7 separate regions of the Mus musculus genome follow, and all the other regions are linked to region 1. The links are chromatin contacts, called in public Hi-C, HiCAR-type, HiChIP or PLAC-seq and promoter capture Hi-C maps. All regions are on one chromosome and are shown on one strand. Each heading gives the region's core, a stretch centred on a gene start, on an enhancer-like site or on the middle of the called end of the contact. The rest is flanking DNA. Distances are from core to core; before and after follow the strand shown. Region 1 holds the start of Gcsh (glycine cleavage system protein H (aminomethyl carrier)). Region 2 has its middle 8.8 kb from the start of Gm30107. Region 3 holds the start of Klhl36 (kelch-like 36). Region 4 holds the start of Nudt7 (nudix (nucleoside diphosphate linked moiety X)-type motif 7). Region 5 holds the start of Meak7 (MTOR associated protein, eak-7 homolog). Region 6 holds the start of Hsdl1 (hydroxysteroid dehydrogenase like 1). Region 7 holds the start of Mbtps1 (membrane-bound transcription factor peptidase, site 1).

The links. Promoter capture Hi-C pulls out the DNA fragments that hold promoters and counts their contacts. Hi-C and Micro-C count contacts between places; a contact is called where the count stands out from the background. HiCAR-type assays count read pairs that join an accessible place to other places. HiChIP or PLAC-seq counts read pairs in DNA pulled down with a chosen protein or histone mark.
Region 2: a promoter capture Hi-C map of liver shows a contact between it and region 1, with 5 times the contacts expected there. The contact joins the enhancer-like site here to the promoter of Gcsh in region 1. A contact is called at or near these places in 5 of 39 promoter capture datasets (the 3T3-L1 cell line, hippocampal neurons, liver and 1 more) and 1 of 115 datasets of contacts at active chromatin or transcription factors (astrocytes).
Region 3: a HiCAR-type map of astrocytes shows a contact between it and region 1, with 5 times the contacts expected there. The contact joins the promoter of Klhl36 here to the promoter of Gcsh in region 1. A contact is called at or near these places in 4 of 39 promoter capture datasets (the C10 cell line, cranial neural crest, pre-B cells and 1 more) and 1 of 115 datasets of contacts at active chromatin or transcription factors (astrocytes).
Region 4: a contact with region 1 is called in a promoter capture Hi-C map of liver, with 4 times the contacts expected there. The contact joins the promoter of Nudt7 here to the promoter of Gcsh in region 1. A contact is called at or near these places in 4 of 39 promoter capture datasets (the C10 cell line, hippocampal neurons, liver and 1 more).
Region 5: a Hi-C map of B cells shows a contact between it and region 1, with 5 read pairs. The contact joins the promoter of Meak7 here to the promoter of Gcsh in region 1. A contact is called at or near these places in 1 of 39 promoter capture datasets (cranial neural crest) and 1 of 484 Hi-C or Micro-C datasets (B cells).
Region 6: a contact with region 1 is called in a promoter capture Hi-C map of cranial neural crest. The contact joins the promoter of Hsdl1 here to the promoter of Gcsh in region 1.
Region 7: a contact with region 1 is called in an H3K4me3 HiChIP or PLAC-seq map of embryonic forebrain, with 4 times the contacts expected there. The contact joins the promoter of Mbtps1 here to the promoter of Gcsh in region 1. A contact is called at or near these places in 1 of 39 promoter capture datasets (cranial neural crest) and 1 of 115 datasets of contacts at active chromatin or transcription factors (embryonic forebrain).

Annotation. Positions count from the first base shown.
Region 1 is chr8:116,991,940-116,995,066 of GRCm38.p6, reverse strand. Gcsh (glycine cleavage system protein H (aminomethyl carrier)) reads left to right here and starts at 1,569. Exons shown (of 5, transcript NM_026572.4): 1 at 1,569-1,779. The coding sequence starts at 1,641.
Region 2 is chr8:114,088,353-114,091,479 of GRCm38.p6, reverse strand. No RefSeq gene overlaps it. Among named protein-coding and RNA genes, the nearest start is that of Gm30107, 8.8 kb to the right of the region's middle. Within about 2 kb of position 1,484, at least 3 of the 459 cell types and tissues checked have an H3K27ac peak or open chromatin away from gene starts, as enhancers often do. A contact at or near this core is called in liver, where this site is marked.
Region 3 is chr8:119,860,597-119,863,723 of GRCm38.p6, reverse strand. It overlaps Klhl36 (kelch-like 36), which reads right to left and starts at 1,419. Exons shown (of 5, transcript NM_146219.1): 1 at 1,277-1,419.
Region 4 is chr8:114,131,913-114,135,039 of GRCm38.p6, reverse strand. It overlaps Nudt7 (nudix (nucleoside diphosphate linked moiety X)-type motif 7), which reads right to left and starts at 1,466. Exons shown (of 4, transcript NM_024437.4): 1 at 1,340-1,466. The coding sequence starts at 1,374.
Region 5 is chr8:119,776,830-119,779,956 of GRCm38.p6, reverse strand. Meak7 (MTOR associated protein, eak-7 homolog) reads left to right here and starts at 1,541. Exons shown (of 8, transcript NM_028883.2): 1 at 1,541-1,597.
Region 6 is chr8:119,573,637-119,576,763 of GRCm38.p6, reverse strand. It overlaps Hsdl1 (hydroxysteroid dehydrogenase like 1), which reads left to right and starts at 1,589. Exons shown (of 5, transcript NM_175185.5): 1 at 1,589-1,672. Dnaaf1 (dynein, axonemal assembly factor 1) reads right to left here and starts at 1,529. Exons shown (of 12, transcript NM_026648.4): 1 at 1,297-1,529. The coding sequence starts at 1,402.
Region 7 is chr8:119,557,190-119,560,316 of GRCm38.p6, reverse strand. Mbtps1 (membrane-bound transcription factor peptidase, site 1) reads left to right here and starts at 1,556. Exons shown (of 23, transcript NM_001167910.1): 1 at 1,556-1,671.

The DNA.
Region 1 (3,127 bases), core at 320-2,819:
CTGGCTGTCCTGGAACTCACTTTGTAGACCAGGCTGGCCTTGAACTCAGAAATTCACCTGCCTCTGCCTCCCAAGTGCTGGGATTAAAGGTGTGCGCCACCACGCCCCGGCTGTCTCTCTGTCTCTCTTTTTTTAATATATATAAATGTTTAATCTATCTATCTATCCATCCATCCATCATCTATCTATCTATCTATCTATCTATCTATCTATCTATCTATCTTTGGTTTTCGGAGACAGAGTTCCTCTGGTTGTCTGGTATAGCCCTGGCTGTTCTGGAACTCACTATAGACCAGGCTGACATTGAATTCAGAGATCTGTCCCTGAGTGCTAGGATTAAAGCTGCATGCAGCTACCAGGCTGGAATCTCTTCTTGAGGGTTGGGTTGCTTTGTTTGTTTGCTGGCTCTGTAGAGTCTTCCCTATAGGGCTGGTCAGTTTAAAGAAAAGACAGGATCACTGGCTGGCCTACAAGTGTAAGCCGGTCCTGATGTGGCCTTGAACTACTTGAGCCAGTCCCTGAGCAGGAGGCTGGCTGGGCTGGCAGGAGAAGAAACAGCCCATTTTAAAAGGTACCACCCGTTTTTAAGGTACCGGGCTTTTGTCTCAGCTCAGGGGGGTGTAGATGAAGCTGGCCATCATGGAAGCTCACCACCTTTGTCATCTACCAGAGTTTTTATCTAACTGCTACTTCCTTGCCACCAGCAGCCCTAGTTTGGCTTGAATGTCTGGTACAGCTTCTAGTATATATTGTTCCGCCCTTCCCCTCATCCACTGTACAGACTCTGGGTTCCCTGCCCCCAGTACATCCTACGCTTTTCTCTTGGCTAAGGGACACTGAGCCTTTTCAGGGAGCCTTCTCTCCCTCTCCAAGGACATCTGCAGCCACCTCAGGGTAAATCCTGTTTTGTCTTGGTGGTGCCAACCCATTTCCCTTGACAGTGAACATAAGGAATGGAGGTCCCTGACTTGATAACTCCGAGGATGGACAACTCCTTACTCGGAAATCCGCCTGCCTCTGCCTCCCGAGTGCTGGGATTAAAGGCGTGCGCCACCACGCCCGGCTCCCTTTTCTCTTTCTGTCCTTTTTCTTTCCTCCCTCCCTCCCTCTTTCTTTCTTTGAAACAGGGTTTGATGCCTAGAACGGTCTTAAATGAATCCCATGGGGGTGACCTTGTGCAGTTAGGCGTAACTGTGTGCTTTAAGGGCCTGGCGGCACCTCATCTTCCGTAGGACTTTTTGGCTTAGTGGCATGAGACTGCGTTAGCCCAGCAAAACCATCCTTGCTGGAATCTTTCTCTGGCCCCTGCAGCGATGCAGTTCAGGGCAACTCCTAGATTGCGGACTTGGAGCTTCTATTCGCAAGATTCTACTCTCCGCCCTCCAGTGAGGCCCCGCCTCCTCCCTGCCCAGCCAATCTGCGCCTCTCACACAGCCCCATCCGGGCCTCAGCGCCTCCACATGCACACGCCCCTCGCGCGGGTTGTCCTATCCGAAGTGGAACCTTCAAGATGTCCAATCAGAGCGCGCCTCTCCCGGGCTCCGCCCCCGGGCCTGGGTGCTCCGCTTACTCTGGACCCACCCCGTCCCCACCGGCCCGGTGGCGGAGGCGAAGCGCAGTTACCCTCCGGACCTCTGACCATGTCGCTGCAAGTGTCGAGGAGCTTGCGGGTTGTGGCCTACAGCCTGCGCACCGCCCTGACCTTCTGCTCGCCGCGGCCCTGTGTACCGAGCGCCGCCGCCGTCCGCTCACTGCGCACCGGATCTGCTTTGCTGTCGGGTAAGTGCAGGGCACGTGGTCACCGCTCCTGCCCGCCCTACTCCCAAGCCTCCTGGCCGGACCGACCTATAGCCCTACCCACGCTTCTCGCTCTTGGGATCCTGGTTCTGCGGCCTTTCTCCCTAAGTAGGCGGGAGAGTACAGGAGCAAACTTTGAACCCGGGGTAGAAAGGTGGAGCTGGGAGGGAAGGACGGCTGGACCCGCAGGTAAACCGGCCACTCGTGCCGGGCTGAGCTTGCTTTTAGGTGCACCGAGATCCTAAATGTGGGGAGCACTTAGGTTTGCTGTGGAACCTAACAGCAGTTTGTTTACGAGGAACTGCGAAGTGAAGTTAAGCAGAAACACATACTAAAATTTAGCAGAATGCATATACAGATGAATGAAAAGTCAGAGTAACAGAAATAAGCTTTTTACTCTCTCCCCCGCCCCCCGCAAAATCAAGCGTAGTGAGGAAGCTTTAGCTGTGAACTACAGACAGCAGGAAAAGTTCTAACGTCTGAGTCATTGATGTGTACTGGGGTTCAAACGAGCCTGGTTTGACGGACTGGAAATAGCTGGGAGACCTGCCCATTGTACGCGTTTGCACAGTTAGCTGGGAAACAGTTTTATGTGCAAGTAGTGGAGACCTTACTCAGGCAGCACAAATCGGAACGGCTGCTCTCAGCGAGTGCCGTGGGTCAGAAATCTGTGGAACTCAAAATGTTGATCACGTTATTCCTCGGTGTGGAGTGCCACGTTTCTTCCTTTCTTGCTAAAATTTCTCCAGTTTTTCACACACCAGACCGTTATTGACTGGAGTACAAGGGTAAAGAAATGCTCAAATAAGCAGTCCGTTTCAAACCAGGCATGGTGGGTGGCTTCCACCGGTAACCGTGTCAGCACTGCTGAGGTGGAGGATCGCTGTGAGGCCGAGGGCAGCTGGAGCTACATACTGAGTTCCAGGTATTTGGTTAAATATTGCCTAATGTGTCAATTCCCACGGTCTGCTTAACTACTCAGGTTCTTTTCATTTTTACCCTCTTTGAACTGGCAGAATTGTGCACACTTATTATGCAGGGTGCAGAGCCTTGTGCTTGTTGAAACACAGACATTATTCAATTCTGGTTTTTCCTCTTAGAGCTGTGTGGTCTCGGGCACAGTCTCTCAACTTCTCAGAACCCCAGTGCCCTGCATTAGAACAGTGGAGGCGAGGCAATAGCTACCTCAGAGTTACTGGGAAGTCGTCCTGTCACCTGCAGCTTGACATATTAGCAGTGAATAGTTTTATTAACTATTAGTGTGTAGTGCCAGATAGCACCACTGACCCATATTAAGCAAGCTATTGTGTTTGAGAATGCAGTATCTTCA
Region 2 (3,127 bases), core at 235-2,734, 2.9 Mb after region 1:
ACTCAGTTATGGTCTTCAGGCCCCTTCTCCTAATGAACTGCATTCTCTAGAGGGAACTATATGTCAGCTTTTCTGCCCAGGACAAGCCATTGTTGTTTTCTTTATTATTATTTAACATTGAAGTATTATGAAATAATTTCCTCTGAGTTGAAACATACCATCCTGGAGGGAAGTTCACTCAGACTCTGGAAGTCCTACTAGGAGGCTCATTAAGAACCAGGAAATAAACAACTTATAAATCTTAGGAAGTCCCTAAAACTGGCCAGATGTAGAAGGTTCCACTTTCCCTAAGGTTACATAACCAGTAAGGCCTGCTAAGGAAACTTAGACAAGCCAGGCTTTGGGAAAGAGATTCTGACCCATCAAGATGCCTGTGCGTTGTGCAAAAAGCTCCAGGGTTCTAGATTTCATGAGTTGTCATTCATGCTGGGGAGGGCTTTCAGTGATACAAAGCCCCTGCCTTTGAGGGTTTCCTGCTCCTGTTGAGTAACCCTTCACCTTTATTCTTGGAACTAATGTCAGTAAACATGTTGGTTCAACAAGTTAGACCTTGGTAATATCATTACTTTGATCTGTCATGAGTTTCTTGGGATGAGGAAACATTTCTGTCAAATCGTCCTAGGAAAAAGATGTCACACAACCTTGGGAAAACACATGAGCAAGCACGTGCAGGCGTTCCAATGCTCCATAAAGAAGCTGTCATGAGATTACCACCATGCAGCTTTTAGACAACAGAATCAAGCTCACGTGTGATCCAGACATCATGAAGAATAAGTAAGCTGGCCTCTCTAGACCCCACAGAACCCCAGGTAATGATAAGAAATATGTAATTTAACCTCATGAGTCCAAGGATAGTGATTACATGTTTTATTGGCTACTTGATTATTCATAATTGAATTGGTAACAATGAAGATGAAGTGGAAAAACATTCTTGCCACATGTTTCTTAAACACAGCCTTCATTCCTGAAGTTGCTTCTGTTGTGGATTCCACTTAGATCAAGCCCTTGCCTTTGCATTGTAGTAACAACATTGAAAACACAAGGCTATCCTAAAGCTAAGAGAAAGGAAGGGCATTCTTGGCACACCCTATGTACCCAACAAAGGACAAATCAGGCAGTGATCTGCCTCACAGGGTTTTGTCACCCGAGTGCTTCTGTGAATTGAACCAGTTTGTTAAAACTAAGTTGTTCACAGGATGCAGCGTTTGGGGACTTAGAGCACTGACTGACTGTGGGTCATGCCATCCCTATTTGAAAGTTTAAACTTAGAACTTGTTTCTTCAAATGAGAAAAAAAAATATTTTAAGTATGTACCAAAATTCAGAGTACAGACTAGAGGTGGGTTGCTTCCTATAAACAACCTCTTCTTGACAGATCACGAGGGACAGTGACGCACGCTTCGTCAGAGCACGACAGACTGGTTTCCACTGCATGGGTATTGATCACTGGTCCTTTTTCTTGTTTGGTCTGATTTCCCAGTTTCTGGGCACAGTTGTTACATTAGTCACCTTGCTCACTGTGGTTACTAAACATGTCACCAAAGCAGCTCAGGGAAGGGCTTTTTTGGCTCACAGTCGAAAGGAACAGTACATCACGGTGAAGAAGGCATGACAGCAGGGACATAAAGCAGCTGGTCACATTGCATCTGCAGTCAAGAAGGAGAGAGGAGTGAATTTCCCCACTTCAGTTAAGCTGGCCTAGAAAAGTCCTTATAGGCAGTCCTGGAATTGTGTTCTATAGTGATTCTTGCTTGAGCCAGGAAAGTCGACAATAATAACTCACCAGTGTGGTTACAGACTCTCTACCGAAAAATGTGTCTATATAAACAGAAACAATAATCTTTGTATAATTATGACACTAAGTCACAGATCCAAGGTGCTTACTCTCGAGTTGACAATCTCCAACCTAACAAAGAGTTATATTGTGCATAAGGCCTTTCTCCTGGATAGATAAGTCTCCAAGTCTGTTCTGCTATTGTTTGATTTTCCTGCTAAGGTCATGATGTAGCAACGTCTTTCTTTCTTCCGGAATTAACAGGGCTTCCAGCATGGAGTAAAGTTTGTCTGTGTGATACTGGTAGGCTATTATACAGCTAAGGTTTCTGAAGCAATTAGCCCCATCCCTTGCCTTCTTATTTGTCTGATTTTCTCACCTACGCTTAGAGATTTCACTCCACTTATTAAAATTACACTCCACAGACTTATGAAAGCATTTCCCTGCAAAGGAGAACTCATCTTTAGTCTGGAATCAGCTAAGCAAACTCTCTTCCAACCATACTGATTGTAGAGTACAACACGTAATTAAGTGTTTACTGGAAAAGCTAGCAGATAGGGCTGAGGTGTGTGTGTGTGTGTGTGTGTGTGTGTGTGTGTGTGCATGTGCATGCAGATGTCAGAGCAATTCCCATCTCCATAGCAACATCCAATGAACCTTCTGGAATAAGGAGAGCATTCCCAATATCCCTGAGGCAAAATGATAAAGCAGTAATGAACACGAGTCCAGAATCAATGGCGTCACTATGTTCAGGGCATCAGATATGGAGTATCTCAGCTTCGCACTCTATCCTTCCTTCTCTAATCCCAATTCATTTTTCCTAAGATGCTCCAGTAGATGGCAGCTGACATCTGTTGAATTCACTAGGGGCTACTAGTCTCAAGGCTAGTTACACAACACTGGTGAATGCATCCCAGAAGCATTCAGGAAAACTCTGTCTCCTATGTTACAGCGGGATGTCATTGGCCACGACACCAGGATACTCCCTCTTCTCATGAGCCACTGTGAAATGGAAAAAAGAGAGACAGCTCCAAACCGTGTGCATCAACCATTTATCCTTTGCAAAGCATGCTCTACAATATTCAGGGCCTTGAGTGGAGAGAGTAGGGTGGAGCCACTAACTCCTGATATCTCATACCCAACACTGAAGAGTCTTGCACTTTTCTTAGAAACTTAAGGCTGAGCTGGACTCAGCTAACAGTGCCTGTGAGATCTCCCTCTTTTCCTCCTTCCCTTCTATCTGTACCCCTTTCTCTTCCCCTTTTCTCCCTTCTTCCCTTACCCCCCTTCCTAGACCCCTTGTATTTGAGGCAAGCACTCTGTCATTCACCTGAATCCTAGCCTGTGCTTTGTT
Region 3 (3,127 bases), core at 170-2,669, 2.9 Mb before region 1:
CTCAAGAGGTCACAACGGTGTGTGTGTGTGTGTGTGTGTGTGTGTGTGTGTAAAACAGCCCAGCCCACACAGCATCCAACAGTCGGAGGATGTTCAGGGCCTCCGGTTCCTCTGCGCCCACAGCTGTACTGTCTGGTCATAGGAGGGAGGAATCCACAAGGAGAAACCTCCCCTGAGGTCTGTGCTCTCACACAAACACGAGCAATACTGCTGTGCTGACCTTTCTGATCAAATCTATAGACCTGACACACGATGTCCCATAGTCTTTTAACTATGAGGCAGGCTTTGGAGGACTTGGAAGTCTAGGCGGACACTGGCAGGGGACACCCAGTTAGGAATAAACCTGTTGGGCTAAATTCAGAGAAATTCTGCTTATCCCTCTATCTTCTGGGGTGGGAGCTAACACCTGCAAGTCCCCTACTTACAACTCCCAAAGCCTCCCTCCTCCCAAAAGCCCCTCTCTTTCTAGAAGGCTGGAAAGTGCAGCCTCTCGCTTGTTTCATTAACAGCCCGTGGAGAAGAGTCTGTCTTTTCCTGTCTCAATTCTTTACCCCCTTTTCCTTATAAAACCAACATGGGCTGGAGCTACAAGACAAATTCCCCCCCCCTCCCAGTTCTGCTGAACCCACACGAAGAATCATTTTGTTTCCTACTGAACAAAGAGTCTCTGCTAAAGATAAGTCAGCTGGTTCTGAGATAAATGGGGAGAGCGAGGGGGCTCCAGTGTTCCCATGGAGGAAGAAGTCCGGACATTCCATCCTGTTCCGCTCTCTCTGGGAAAGAAGACACAACTGAATCTTTTCCAGAAAACTAGTAACTTTGTGACTAAGCTGTATCCAGGCAGGAACTCTCCCAGCTGCTGGGGGCCCAGAGAGAAAGGTACCAATCAGCATCTAATTACTGCATACCCCTGATTCTCCCGGTTCACCTTGGCGGTGTGAGAATGGGCACCACTGTTCCCACAGGGCTAAAATCGCACCGTGGGTGGGCAGGTGGCCGAGGGGCCCACCCAAGGTCACAGACAGGAAAACATAGATACCCTCTCTGCCCATCTACTTAGGGCGGCCAGCCAGGTCTCTAGTTCCTCACTGTCTGGAAGCTTTCTTTTCTAGGCCAAGGAATCTAGAGAGAGTTCTCCAGTGCCAGGCTCGCCTTAGTCTCCCGGACCATGTCTGTGGCGCCTAGCTGCGTGCAAGCAGGTGTGGTGAAGGTGCAGAGCCAGAGCCCCCCCACCCGGGATCCCCGGGAGCCAGCACGGAGCCCAGGCGGCACTCACCGTCCCGCGTCCCGCCCCGAAGGTGCTGAGGCGCCGAGGGAGGCGTGGGCCGCACCTGTGCACCCGCGAGCCCGGATCGCGCCCGCTTGCGAGCCGCTACCAGAGCAGCGCACACTGCGGGGCTACCGGGCCCGCCCGAAGCGCAGCCATCCCTCTGCAAGGAAGTGCGAGCCTACACTGTCAATGGCGGCTGGGGGGCGGGGCCGGCAGGCGGGCGAAAGGCGGGGTCTGCAGGATAAGGGGCGGAGCCTCGCCTGAGGGGCAGGCCTGTGAAGGCGGAGTGCAGCTTCAGAGGCGGGGCCTGAGGAGGCGGGAGGCAGGAGGTGTAGCCTTAGGGGCGGGGTCTGTGGATGGGAAGGAGCTGAGCTGGTCAAGATCTGTAAGAGACACCCAGGGTCCCTTACTATTGATGGTGCCTGGCTGTCCCCTAAGTAGGTCAGGCATGCGCCGCAGAAGCTTGCTGGCGCCCACGTCCCAGGCTCCAGGATATGAGGTGGCTCCGTGGGACAAACCTCAGGGTGGGTCGGGAACTCCGGGAAGGCTGTATCCTCCTCATCTTCCCTTGGCTTCTGCTCACTGATTCTGTCAAGAGGCCTTTGTTGACTACTCTGCTAACAGCCACACCCCCTACACTCTGGCCCGCTTTCTGCTTTCTCCATACCTTTATCCCAGTCTATTATTATTACTTGCCCCCCCCCCCCCAAGCTCAGGAGATTAAACCCAGAGCCTCAACCACCACTCCCCTCAACTTTGACCAAGTCGATTCAAAATATTTTAAATAATTCTTTCCTTTTTCTTCCCTCCCTCTCCTCTGCCTGTCTGTTTCTCTGTCTCTGTCTCACTCTCTCGTTCTCTCACTCTCTAGAGCTTTTGCGGCTCTCTTTTTCTCTGTCTCTTTCTTCTCCACTCGAAGCTGTCCAACAAACGTTACAATCCTTGCTGGGCTTTTATGGCAGGTACATACCCTCTCAGTAAACATCTGTTGATCTTAGATCATTGTTAATTCATCTAATAGTTATCAAACGTCACTCATAGCCTGGAAGAACCTTGAAGAGGTTCCTCTACGTGAAAGAATCTAGACACGAAGGACACTCCCAGCTGCATTTGGTGGCACACAGCTGTCATCTCAGCTCTTGGGAGGCTGAAGCAGGAAGATAAAGAGTTCAAGGCCAGCCTGGGCTTCACAGAGAGACGTCTCAGAAAAGCAAACCACTTGAAAACGAAATGCATAAGTAAAACGTTCAAACAGGAAAGCGGGAGAGCCAAGAAGCATGGTAGAGGATGCCAGGGGTGAGGGGGTTGGGACCGTTAACAAAGGAAAATTAGGGACTTTTGGGGGAAGATGATAAAAAAGTTTTGAAATGAGAATATTGTTAGTTGTATACCATGAGAGTATACATTTATGCCTATTATCTATTAAATTTACCTAGAATTTTTAAGAATTTTAAGGTAGATTAAACAGTTCTACTGTTGCTTCAGCTTATTGTCATAGACAGCCTAACATAAGCTATTTTAATAACGTGTACCTTCATATTAGTACCTGAGGTGTTGGGTTTGGAAAGCCAAACTAGAAGATGCACAGCCCTGAGGTGGGGGGCTGTAGTTAAGCCTTGGACCAACCTGGGAATCCACAGGTGACCTTGACCTGTAAAGCTAGCCTGGCCTCCTCCTGTCTCCCTAGGAACGTGGGGTGAACTGATCCCACTTGCTGCCTTTCCATAGCATTCATTCTGTTTCAGTTACAAAAGCAGTGAATGATGGCAAACCACACTGGATTGCACCTGCAATCCTAGCACTCAGGAGGCAGAGGCAGGCGGATCACCATAAATCTGAGGTAGGGCCTTGCTTTGT
Region 4 (3,127 bases), core at 217-2,716, 2.9 Mb after region 1:
GTACACACACACACACACACACACACACACACACACACACACACACACACAGAGAGACAGACAGACAGACAGACAGATGGGAATGGGGACCCAAAATCTGCTGCTATAAGCCAAGGATGATCGAAAGTTACCAGAAGCTGGAAGGGGCAATGGAACATCCCCAGAGACTTCTGATTGTGTGCCTGCTAATACCTTGATTATGGACTTCAGACCTGATTATGGGTCCTTCAGACCCAAGAGAGGCTAATTGCTATTCCTCAAGTCATCCAGTTGGTAGGACTTTGTCACAGTGGCTGTAGAAAGTGTAACATTAGTTCTCACTATTCCGCAGTATGACTGTGCAAAACCAGATGTTTAGGTCAGCCAGAACTCATTCCATCTCAAAAGCTGGGTGGAGCCGGGTGCGGTAACTAGCTCACACCTGCAACCTCCTAGTGCTTGGAGAAGCTGAGGCAGAACGACTACCGAAAGTTTGAGATCAGCCTGGGCTACCCATCATCTCCTGGAGCCTCGAGAAGTCCTCATCTGTAACTTGCTCGAGGGTAGCCGTGCAGGTAAAGTGGCCAGTTCATGAACAAGGTGGCCCTGAGCTGTGAGTGTTAATCACTAGCGCATCCTTAACAAGCCTTTGGTTAGAGGGGTTTGCTTATTCTCAAACACCGCCCCCCCCCCCCACAAGCCCCATCCCATCCATGTGACAGAGAGCTGGCTGCAAACCAATCAAATGTCCTGGAAAGGGCCAATGAAAGCTGGCACACAGTACAGCTGATACTCACAGGCCTCTGTCCAGAAAAGACAATTAGCCAGCCAAAGAGGAAGAAGGCTTTTAAACAACCCCTAGAACTGCCCAGAGGCAGCAGGAAAATAAAAGTCTAATTGTGTCGAGACAATACCATCAAAATAGGAGCAGGGCTGGCCCATTCTGTGTTGAGTTCTCAGAACAGCCTTGTAGTACTGAGGCCAGGCTGGGAGCAGCAATGCCTTGAGCAAGAACCTCGGTTATGGGTGGAAGAAGCCACCCAGGAACTTGAACTCTGTTTGGCTGATGCATAACTGTCTGGCCATGTTGGGGTTCTGAGGTTCCGCTGTGGGGGTTCCTGAAGAGTGACTCGGATTGGCAAAAGGGAAACGCTGTGACCCTGGGAGATGAGGACACGCCTGCGCGTGTGTGAATCTTGTTAGGTGAAAACCCCAACTCTGTCCCCAGGAGCAGAAGAGCAAAGTTCCGGCTGGAGGGGAGCCCTGAGGAGCCTGAACTGCAGGGTGGATAGATAGGGCCTGTGCAATGATCAGAGCCCGGCTTGGTCAGGCTCCGGTGCTTGGAGCCGGAGAGCTTTACCTGACAGGCTCCGGGAGTCCACAAGGTCGCGACATCAGCCCTGCAGTACTTCCTCTTACTAGCAGCAGGAGACTTCGGGAAGCAAATAGTTCTGACGCGCATGCGCTTAGTAGCCCCAGCTAGGAATGAGGGCGGGGACTTTTCAGGGAGGAGAGGCTGAGGGCGGGGCCCTTCAAAGACGCCCGAAGTGCTAGGGGCGGGGCCTATAGGTAGGGCGTGTTCGGGGCGGAGTTAGGTCCGAAGGTGGTGCTGACCGGATTTAAAGTGTTGAATACACTAAAAAAAAAAAAAAAAAAAAAAGATTGCTGTCTAGTAGCGTGGGCTTCTTCAAAACCATGGAGCATGTGAGAAAATTTGCAATAAGCAGTTGTAAAAAGTACTTAATTTTAAAAAATTAAAAATTAATTACGCTTGCCGGGCATGGTGGTACATGCCTTTAATCCCAGCACTTGGGAGGTAGGGGCAGGCAGATTACTCTTGAGTTCCAGGGCAGCCTGGTCTACAAAGTGAGTTCTGGGACAGCCAGGACTGTTACATAGAGAAACACCGTGTCTTGAAAAACCAAACAAAAACGAAAACCAAAAACCAAAAACAAAACATTTTATTTACTAGTGTGTGTGTGTGTGTGTGTGTGTGTGTGCGCGCGTGTGTGTGTGTGTGTGTGTGTGTGTGTGTGTGTGCGCGCGCGTGTGTGCGTGCGTGTGTGTGTGTGTGTGTGTGTGTGTGTGTGTGTGTGTGTGTGTGCTACAGAATATGTATGAAGATCAGAGGACAACTTTCAGGAGCCAGTTCTCTCCTTCCACCCTGTGAGTTCCAGGAATGAAACTCAGGTAGGTAGGCTCAGAGGCTGGGAGGGGAAAAGGAGGCTGGGTGGAGAGTTGGGGGCTTGGAAAACCAGGCCGAGCTCCTCACTCCTGGCCAAAAGAGAGTGTCTAACATGTAGCTCTCCACACCTCCACCCCCACCCCAGTATCAATGTCTCCAGTGTCCTGCTGCAATGCAGACTGCCCAGAAGCACACACCTACTAAGTCCCAGGAGGGTGGCAGGTCCCCAGTGTAGGTAGATGCTGCTGTCTGACACCTGCACCTGTTTTCAGGGATGAACTGCCTAGCAATGGGAGAGCTCCATCACCTCACACAGAGCTGAGAGAGAGTGTGAGCTGAGCGGGGAGGCTGGCCGGAACTGAGACTGGGGGGGGGGGGGGAGAGGGGAGCAAGGCAGGCTTCTCCAAAGACTGGCATAGTGTCTGACACACAAACTTAATGATGGGCTTTACAATTCATATATCCTTCCCTAATGTCACACATGAGTACAATGTATCTATTGTAAGTGATTACAATAACACCCACCTTCCATACCCCTCCATTTTCCTCCCAGAACCCCCAACCACATCTGCCTCCCCAATTCATGTCTTCTACTTCTTTTTTATTTTTCTTTTCTTCTCTTAAAATTCAAAGAAATTGAATGTAAAATTAAGTAATATATAAGAATGAGTCAAAAACTGAATTCATCCCTACATCAGTATAGTAAAAAAATATAATTCATTGTATATTATATTATTTTTTTAATGAAAGAATAATTCCATAAAAACAAGAGTACTCAGAACTCATGAGAATCCCATTATAGCTAAGGGAACAGTTGTACCACAGTTCCCGAGATTTTACATTTATTTTTATTTATGTATATAGGTATGTCTGTTTGTATGCATGCTAGAATTATAGACATATAAGCAGCCTGATGTGCATTCTGGGAACTGAACTCTGGTCCTCCGAAAGAACAATATATTG
Region 5 (3,127 bases), core at 292-2,791, 2.8 Mb before region 1:
ACCTCAGCTCCTCTCCATGTCACTCGCCCAACCTGCAGCATATATCCACAGCCACACCTCCGTCCTACCCTCTCCCCTTAGTTTATACATGCCAGGTGGGAACTGAATGAAGGAGTAGGCACTAAGGGGAGGAAAGGAGCCTGACACATTTTCATATGTCACAGACTGGTGACCCATGATGCCCTGGAGGACTCAAAGGCTGTCCTGGCTGCCTCAGCCTCACTCCTCCATGATGGCCCTTGTAGCCCAACTTCAGCTCGAGGCTCTGCCCACTGACTGGTCGTTTTCCTAGGGGCTCATAGGAGGGTGGTGGTGGGGGATCAAGTCAATTCAAGGTGTCTTGGTGTTAAGATGGCCGTGGAATGTTGGGAACAAACGCTAGGTGGAGCTTGGCTGAGCGAAAGGCAGATGGCTTCTGGTGGACATGTGACTTCAATCCACTAGGGGGAGCTAGCTGCCCGTTTTCTTTTGCTGTCTCTCTTCTACTCGCCTTTTCAAAACTTCCACTCTCTGTATCCCAGGCTGGCCTGGAACTCACTGTGTAGACCAGGCTGGCCACAAACTTGCAGCAATGCCCCTGTCTAAGCCTCTTGAAGTGCTGAGATTACAGGTGTATGCCACTACACTCAGCCGGGCTGGTGTCACAATAATTAAATAATAATACTAATAATACTAATAATAATGTGTGGTGTTTTGCTTTATGTGCACCGTGTGTGCAATGTCTCTGGAGGCCAGAAGAGGGCGTCGGATCCCCTGGAACTGGAGTTACAAGCAGGCCTGAGCTGAAGTGTGGGTTCACCTGTGTCCTCTGTTAGAGCAGCAAGTGTTCTTAAGGACTCTGCCACCTCTCCGGCCTCTGGTGTCATTTTTCCAGCTACAATTTCAGACAGCAGCTTCTGTTACTTTGGGGGGTTGGGAGGAGTTCCTCTGTGCCACTCGGACGGTGGGGTTTGCAGGCAGCGACAGTGGGTTCGTCTCTGCTGAGAATTCTGGGACCTACCTCTGTTGTGTCTGTCTCCGACACCAGAAAAGGCCCGGTAGGGCTGATAGCAAGCTATCCCACTCCTGGGGACAAGACCGGCCGGCATCTGCTTCTGTGTGTCAAGTGCTCTATTGGCTAACGCAATGGACTTCAGGAGGTAAGGAGGTCAGATTTTCCACCCTAGTTCTGGGGGGCGAGTCCCAGCTCAGGCCTTCTGTTCACAGTGCCCCTGTTCCCAGCCTCCCACATTGCTCCCTTCTATCCGCTCCCTGCATTTAAACCCCCTGATCCGCTTCCAGCCCTTCAGCAGCTTCCTAGCACCTCCTAAAGCCCAAGTTCTCCTTCAGCCTTTGCAGAACCTGAGCAACTGTCAACCATCCCCAAGTGTTCCGCTGTTACAGGCTCAGTTCTTCGATCCCAGGCTCCGCCCACTCCCCGTGAACTACAATCCCATTGGTTAAGATCTGACTCGGGCTCCACCTCTCAGTAGCCCTTTTCCAATTGGTGCTCATGACCGTCCGTCAGCGCCGTTGCTAGGGAAAGGGCTGGGCGACCCGGGCAACCTTGCTGCCCAGGACGTACCGGAAGGAGCTCGGTCCCTGTAGACCAAGGCTGGTGAGCCGGAGGGAGGGAGCCCGGGCGAGGCTGGGCATAGCTCAAGGAAGGAAGGAAGACCTTCGGGGTGGCCTGAGCAGCCCCCAAGGAAGCTACTGTCTCAGGCTACTGTCAGAGAAGCAGAGAGTGCCTGGGATGGGGTGAAGCTGGGCTCTGAAGGGATCCGTGGGCCTGCCTTGTTTTCCGAGACGAACCCAATAGAGTTCCTTCAGAGGCAAGCTCAAAACCAATTTAGGGGGAGGCGAGGAAGGTGCCCTGGCCTGCACTCCTGAGGGGGGCTGGGACAGATGGAGGGCTGCCAGCTGCAGACCCAGTAGGCTCCAGGACTTGGACATGGGCTTGGTGTGGCTGTTCTGATGGGGTGTTGACCCCAGGAACCAGACAGTGTGTCACGATCTCTTGGAGGCCCCATGGGAAATTGTCCGAGGCACACTCCAGCCTGCCACCAGGAGCTTGGGGCTGCAAAGAGCTGGCTCGCCACATTCTTCGTGACACAAGGAGCCCTTTTTATTCTCCAGGGTCCATCTGTGTTTGTCTTTGGTTTCTGGAAAGCAGAACCAGGTGGCGATGTTAAACGATTCACCCAAGCTTATTAAAGCACGGCAAGCTAAACTCCTTTTAAGACCATGGGTTAGTGACTTGGTGATGGGACTTCACTGTTGGGGAGAGGGCCCCCTCCCGAAATGGATCACCTGGTTGGGGGGAGGAGGAAGGACGTGTTTAGCTATTAGGGGCAGTAGAGTGTTGAGGATAGACTGTTGCGGAGACTGGAATGTTCAAGGAAGCTCACTGGTGGGTTCAGGAGACTTGGATCTGGTCGGGCAAAGGCTTCCCCTTGATTGTGCCCAGGTGGGAAAGCCCATTGTTATACAAAAACTGTCTGGAATGGCCACCTGTGTATGGATTGAGACTGTAGAGCTCATAGGCCCTGTGTGGAGAATGGTCAGGGCTGTGGGTGACCTTTAAAGGGTCTCTCCACATCCCCCCCACCCCCCCACCCCCGCTTTCTGATAAGAAAAATGGCTTTGATCCTTGGCAAGTGTCTCTTTTGGGTCACAAGGCTGATACTCACTGCTACAAGTGACCTTACAGTCACTGAAAGATGTCTTCACCTAAGAAAGGTGGACATAGTTGCCAGGGGAAAGCTACCCCATGGACCAAGGTGTCCCCATGGAGGACAGAACCTGCCCCTGACACATGCAAGACCTTTCTCCGGGAAGCTGACAGATTGCTGGCCCCATGACAGAGCTTGCAGCCTAAAGGGAGAGCATGGGCCCCCCCGAGAATCATTCTTGCTGCAGCTGTGTGGAGACAGGCGGCCTTCCAGCTGTAGCGGCTGGGCTGGTACAGGGTGAAGAGCCATATTCTCAAGGTCTCTCCCCAGTCCTCCCTGAGCTGTGGGCTCCAAACCTGCCCTTCCCCTCCCCCTGCCTTCCTCACAGAGCAGCCAAGCTCTGGCTCTGTCCTGGCATCTGGTCCTGTCCTGTACTGCCCCTGGCTTGTTTACCATTCAAGGCTTGGTGTTTAGCA
Region 6 (3,127 bases), core at 340-2,839, 2.6 Mb before region 1:
AGTGCTTGTTACTCTCCCAGAAAACAGAGAATTTAGTTCTCAGCACCTACAAGGCAGCTCACAAGTGCCTGTAATGCCACTGCCAGTCGATCTGATGCCCTATTCTGGCCTCCTTGGGCACCCACACACGTCAGAAACCAGACCCTCAGAAAACAGCAAGATAAGTAGAGTTGTACTTAAATCTAATTCTAGTTTAGATGTTTCTGTTAAAATCTGCTCAACAGAACAGAAGTTCATCAAGCCCCCCCCCTCTCTCTTTCTAAAAAGATTTATTTTATTTATATGAGTACATTGTATCTGTCTTCAGACCCACCAGAAGAGGCCATGGATCCTATTATAGTTGTGAACCACCACGTGGTTGCAGGGAATTGAACTCAGGACGTTTGGAAGAGCAGTCAGTGTTCTTAACCGCTGAGCCAACTTTCCAGCCCGCAAGCCCATTTCTCTTACCAGGGACAGCAGAAGGGCAGCTCTGGGACAGGGCAAGAGCTCTGTCTCTCCCCACTTTGGTTCAGAGATAACTGTGATGCAGTTTGCTGTGTAAATCTCCCCCCTACCCCTTTTGCCAGGTGTGAGCACCTACAGTTCCCACTCCTGTAAACGTGTTTAATTGCTCAAAGTGTAACTTAGGGGCGGCAACATAAAAACAACTCACTGATAAAAGCACACACAAGAACAGGGTGTGATCAGTTTGATCGCTCAAACCTGTGTAAAAGAAGCAAGCTTTGTTCTGGGCTGGTCTCTCCTTGGATGTTAGAACCCTGTGCACACTATTAAATATGAAAGACATTTTCCAGGGCCTGGAGAGATGGCTCAGCGGGTAAGAGTACTGACTGCTCTACAGAAGGTTCCGAGAGTTCAAGTCCCAGCAATCACATGGTTGATCTTAACCTCTGCATGTATGTACTTCTGAGATTCAAACTCAGGTCTGGAGGATTGTGTTGCAAGCACTTTTACCCTGCAAGGCGCCTCTAGAAGCCTTAGATAAATGTAACGTCAAGAGCTGATGAACTCTCTGTACTTGTGGTTTGTTGAATGACGCTGAACACTGTTTGGGAACTGTGTCTTACACTCATTGCAAACAATTCCCAGCCACAGGAAGGTATCTAATAAATTATCATGGAATAAATAATGGGTCTTCTATATGTACTGGATTGATCATATCAATAAAGGTGCTGTTCTTGTAGCTGTATGGATGGGTATGTGTGAGGGGTGCTGGTTGTCCCCAGCTGAGTGAAATGGGCATGTGTGAGGGACACGAGCCCTCGCCCCTTTGGCTTCCCAGCGCTAAGGCACCTTCTTTACGGATCCCTGGCCCCGCGTCGCCGTGATCGCCTGCCGACTCCTCCAGACTGGGCTCCGCCACGCTGTCCACCGGCGGCTCAGAGACTTCGGGGTGCATGCTCACTCCTGGCCCGACCACTCAGCCCTAATACTCTACGGTCCGCGTCGTTGGCTGTCCAACGCTTTCCCGGTCGCCGCGGCAACCAGTGCGCACGCGCAGTCAGTTACGCCGCCGAGGGCGGGCCTAGCCGAGGGGGGGCCACGGGGGAAACTGCACCCGGGCGCGTGCGCGGATCACGTGGGTAGCGGACCTGCGGTGGTGTCCCGGGGCGGCGGCCGCGCGGGCAGCGGGCGGGACGGGCTTCGGAGACCGCGCCTCTCGCTGCAGGTATTGCGCCCGCGCCCCTCACGCCCCTCGCGCCCCGCTTCCGTCCCTGGCCACGCCCCCTGGACCCCGACCCTCGGGAACGCCCTCCCCCCCGCCGCGCCCCGTAGCGGGGAACTCTGGTTCCGCGCTCTAGGCAGCCGCTCAGCTCCCTGAGCAGGTGTCCCGGGCCTGGTCCTCGGCAGGAGGCTCGCACAGGCGACACGCCCCGGGACGGCCCTTTTGTCGGTGTCTCTTTATCCTCCTTTATTCCTGGTCGCTAGGTCTAAGTAGGTTCTAAGTCTCAGGACTGATGCAGAATGGCCGCGCTGCTGAAGAAAGCGCGCAGCTTCTGCAGAGCCCGGTGGGTTTTGCAGAGTCGCTGGGCCGTGCCCGGCGCCACTGGGGAGGGATGGGACACTAGCAGGGAGTCCCTGTTCTGCTACCAGGACTCAGCCGCACCCCTGGGCGGTGACCGCAGCGGGTTCGGGTTCCCACGGGGAGTCTCAACGACCACCTGCCAGGGCTCTGGGCCGAGCCTTCGCTGAGATCCTGGGATGTCGTTGCGTCCGTTTCCTTCCTCTTGTGTAGTACACCCGGGTGCGATTGAGGAAGGGGATAAAGTGAAGCCGCGGGGACAGCGCTCTTAGCTTCTTCATAAACTCGGGTCAGTACGAATAGGGGTCGCTAGCATCGAACCCTGAGCGATGATCCTGCCTAGTGGCTCCGGTTTATTGAGGGGTGGCGGGAAGGCACTGTTGCAAATGCTTTTTATGCGTCACCTCATCGAATTCTCGTTGTAGGGGAGAAGCGTTAGCCGCTTTTTACAGGTGGTGGTGTTGTAACTTCATTCCCAAGGGTGGGATGGCTTTTTCAGAGTGACCCTAGTCATTGCTAAAATATTACAGACGCGCCATGTCCAACGTTACTTTATCAGTGGAGGGTGTGTGTGTGTGTTGGGGCGGGGGGAGTGTTGTTTATTTATGTGTGGGTGTGGAGGCTACGGGTCAGTGTCTGTCACTTGCAACCTTATTTTTCGAGAAAACGTCTCTCACAGAACTCAAGAGTTTTCTTTATGTTTGACTGACTGACTGGCCCCCAGGGTCCTCTCGTCTGCTCCTTTCTTCCCAATACTGAAATTACAAATTGGTTCTGCTTACATACCCACTCTTAGATACTGCTGGGGACCTCAGCTCAGGTCCTTAAGCTTGCACAGCAAAAACAATCTGCTGAGCCATCTAACCAGTCCCCAGTGCATATTTTTTTAATTGAGGCAAAATTCATGTAACGAGATCCATCATTTTAGCCATTTTGAAATGTACAATTCAGAACTTTGTAGTTAGGTAGGTTTCACCGCCCTATTTCCAGATAATTTCCACAACCACAAAAAGGGATTCCACCTCATGGGCTGCAGTTTGGGCTCATCTTGCCCCTTGTGTTTTCTGTGTCTCTGGATTTCCTTATTGCAAACACGCTTTA
Region 7 (3,127 bases), core at 307-2,806, 2.6 Mb before region 1:
GCTGTTAGCCAGGGTCAGCATGTGCGCTTGGCAGAATATTGCTCTTCCTGATACGAGAACCTGGACTTAATGAGGACCGGGATTCAATGGTGTTGTGACCCAGTACCCGCTTTGAACTTTCTAACAGAGGCATGGTCTTTGATACGGGAGTGTTCCTAATGGCCGGGGGTGTCTCCATTTGTCCTGTCCCTAATCAGTGGTGATCTTAACAGAAACCCAGAAAACCAAAACTTTAATTACATTTGTGGTAAAGCCATCTCTTTCCTACAGTCTGGTTAGTCCACTACTCAGCTCTGAGCACTCCTTTAGCTAAAGTCTACTGTATGCAGGCTTAATGGGTCCTTTATGACATCAACTTATTGCTCCCAGCTTCTCCTGAGCCAGCAAGGGTCTTCTAATTACTGGGCTTCAGGCATCTGAAGGACAGAAGACCTTGGGGAGAGTGTGGCGAATCAGCAGGGAGACATCAGGCCAAGAGCAAGATTCAAGTCTCAGGGCAGAGAGTGGGCAGGCAATGGGGTTGCCACAGCGAGTTTCCGGAATGATGGGTTATCCATAGGATTCTGGAACCTGGGAATAAATGCGGTCTATCCTTTTCAATGTGTGGGGCTACTGTCTCAGAACCGCCCTTTTAAAATCTCGTTTGTATGTCTGTGTAGGATTATGTATAGGCGTGCAGGTGCCCTCAGAGGCCAAAAACCTGATCCCTCCGAAGCTGAAGTTACAGTGAGCAGGTTCTGGGATGGAAACTTGGCTCCTATACAAGAGTACTGTCCCCTCTTACATGCACTCTTCTGACTGAACACCTGAGGGAAAACACAAGAGTGCTGCACAAGGTCCCCTCCATACCCTGACCTAAATCCTGGGTCCGGATCCCCTTTTCTTGAGTTTGCTCGGCTGGAGGTCCCAATGCAAAACCCAGTTTCCATACCAGGTTTGGCAGCCAAGGTGAGCTTATGAGCCTAGGACTCAGGGTTTGTCTCCTCCATCCTGTTTGCTTCAGTCACAGTCCCCGAGCACACTTAGGTTGTGCCAGGGCCAAGAGTGATCGATCCAGCTCAGTACTAAGGCTGAGAATGGGCCCGTTCTACAGGTGGCTAAATTGCTCAAGTGCGTTTTACCAGACGAAATTCACCTTGATCCTGTTTGTTCCAAATGGTAAATAGTTGGTGTTACAAACGTCCTGTTTCTCAAGATGCTGATGCACCCTCCTGGCAGCAGTAATAAACTGGGGCCATGGGAGTAGTTCAGGAGAACACATAGATTGGATAGGCGCCGTCCCACTTCAGCCGCGCAAAGGTGCTCGCACCCTTCCTGAGTTTCCAGGCCAGGAAACCTGGAGAAACCTAAACCACCAGGGTTCCCTATATATACCCAGAGAGGGCGATTTGGCCTCGCCCTCGGCTCCGCCCCTTCCCGACCCCTCCCCCAAGACCGCAAATGTCGCGAGAGCTCCGCACAGCCTCTCGCCTCGGTGCCGGGCCGTCAGGAGCGCGCACGCAGGTCGCGGGCGCGCAGAGCACGCCGGGCCGTCGTAACCCCCCCACGCCCCAGCGGCGTGGTCTCGCGAGACTTGCGAGTAAACATCCCCCGAATGGAGACCCGAGGCGTGTTCGCGGCGGAGCCGCCGTTCTCCCGGGTCCGCCGACCCCGAGCCTGAGGCGGACGCAGGTACGTTTGCCGGCGGCGGCCGAGAGCCGGACGCGCCCTAGGCTCAGCCGTCCGCTGCCCGCGCGGGGGCCGCCGGCTACCGCAGCTGCTTCCCCAGAAATTGGCCCGGAGCGGCGGCGGCGGCTGCGGCGGCCTGGCCTGCGCCTGCGCGCCGCGGTGCGCAAGCGCCGTTCGCCTCCGCAGGGCCCTGCGGTCGCGAGCCCCGGGGAACCGAGCTGCAGCTCAGTGCACATCGCGGCTCGGACTCGCATTTGCTGTAGGTGTTTTTGAGTGGCGCTTTGAAGGGACGGGAGGAGCACTTGAAGATTTCATTCTGGGATCAGCCTCGCTAGCAACCCCTAGGTTTGGAGGCGAATGAAAAAGCCGGACAGAGAAAAGCATAAAAATCTGCAAAACTAGTCGGGGGGGGAAAAAGTTAATATTTAAGACAAGGTCTGAGTAGCTCAAGCTGGCTTTGAACTCCTGATCCTCACGTCTCTGCCTGGCGCTGGGATTAAAGACGTACAGCGCCACACCACTTACCGTTATTTTTTAAACGCAAGACCGTGATTTCTATAAAGTGTCCTATGTATCACAGGGTCACTTGTATTAAGTGGTCCCGCCCTGTGACTTTGTGTCATCTTGCGGAGCAGTTCAGTCGGCACCACAGCCCGCTTTGAGAACCACTCCCCAGACTCCCGGTACCCTGCTGTGGTTAGAACCGATTTTTAGTCTGCTATTTTAGTCACCGATGGACCTGTCTCCTTAGGTTTGCTTTTTGGGAATAGTGGGTCAAGAGTCGCATGTGGCCTTTGGTGTCTTGTTTCCAGAATTCATCTATGTTGTTGCATAAACCAGTACCTTTTTTTATGGTTGTAGCGTAAGTCAGTATTTCATCTTTTACGGCTGAATGATAGTCCGTTGTTTAATAGCCCACAGTTACCCCTATTCATGTGGAATACCTTTTGCCAAGGTCTTATCTTGCAGTATGTGACACATTTGGCCACAGAGCTAATTTTTTGTGGACTTTTTGGTTTTTGTTTTTGTTTTGAGTGTAAGGGTGAAGTGGCTACTGGAACCTGCACTTTTGCTCATTAGGACTCTCCTGCAGTCTCTAAACACCCCTTATAACCAACAATTTGCTGTTACTATCTAAAAAGTGATGCGGTGTTGGCAGGCCTCCCCCTCGCCCCTCGGGAATGAAGGAGCATGTTTTCTGGTCAGATCTTGTTCATTCTTGGTGCTGTCATATGCTTTATTCTCTGACTCAGTTCTCTCTCCGATGGTCGGCAATCTTTGGACTAGGAGGACCAAAAGGGAAGTCTGTGTGTGTGTGTGTGTGTGTGTGTGTGTGTGTGTGCGCGCGCTTCCTTGATCACACTCCACCTGATTTTTTTTTTTTTTTTTTTTGAGACAGGGACTCAGTGATTCTGGAGCCTCTGATTGAGTGAGACTAAGGGGCCACTGTGTCCCAGGG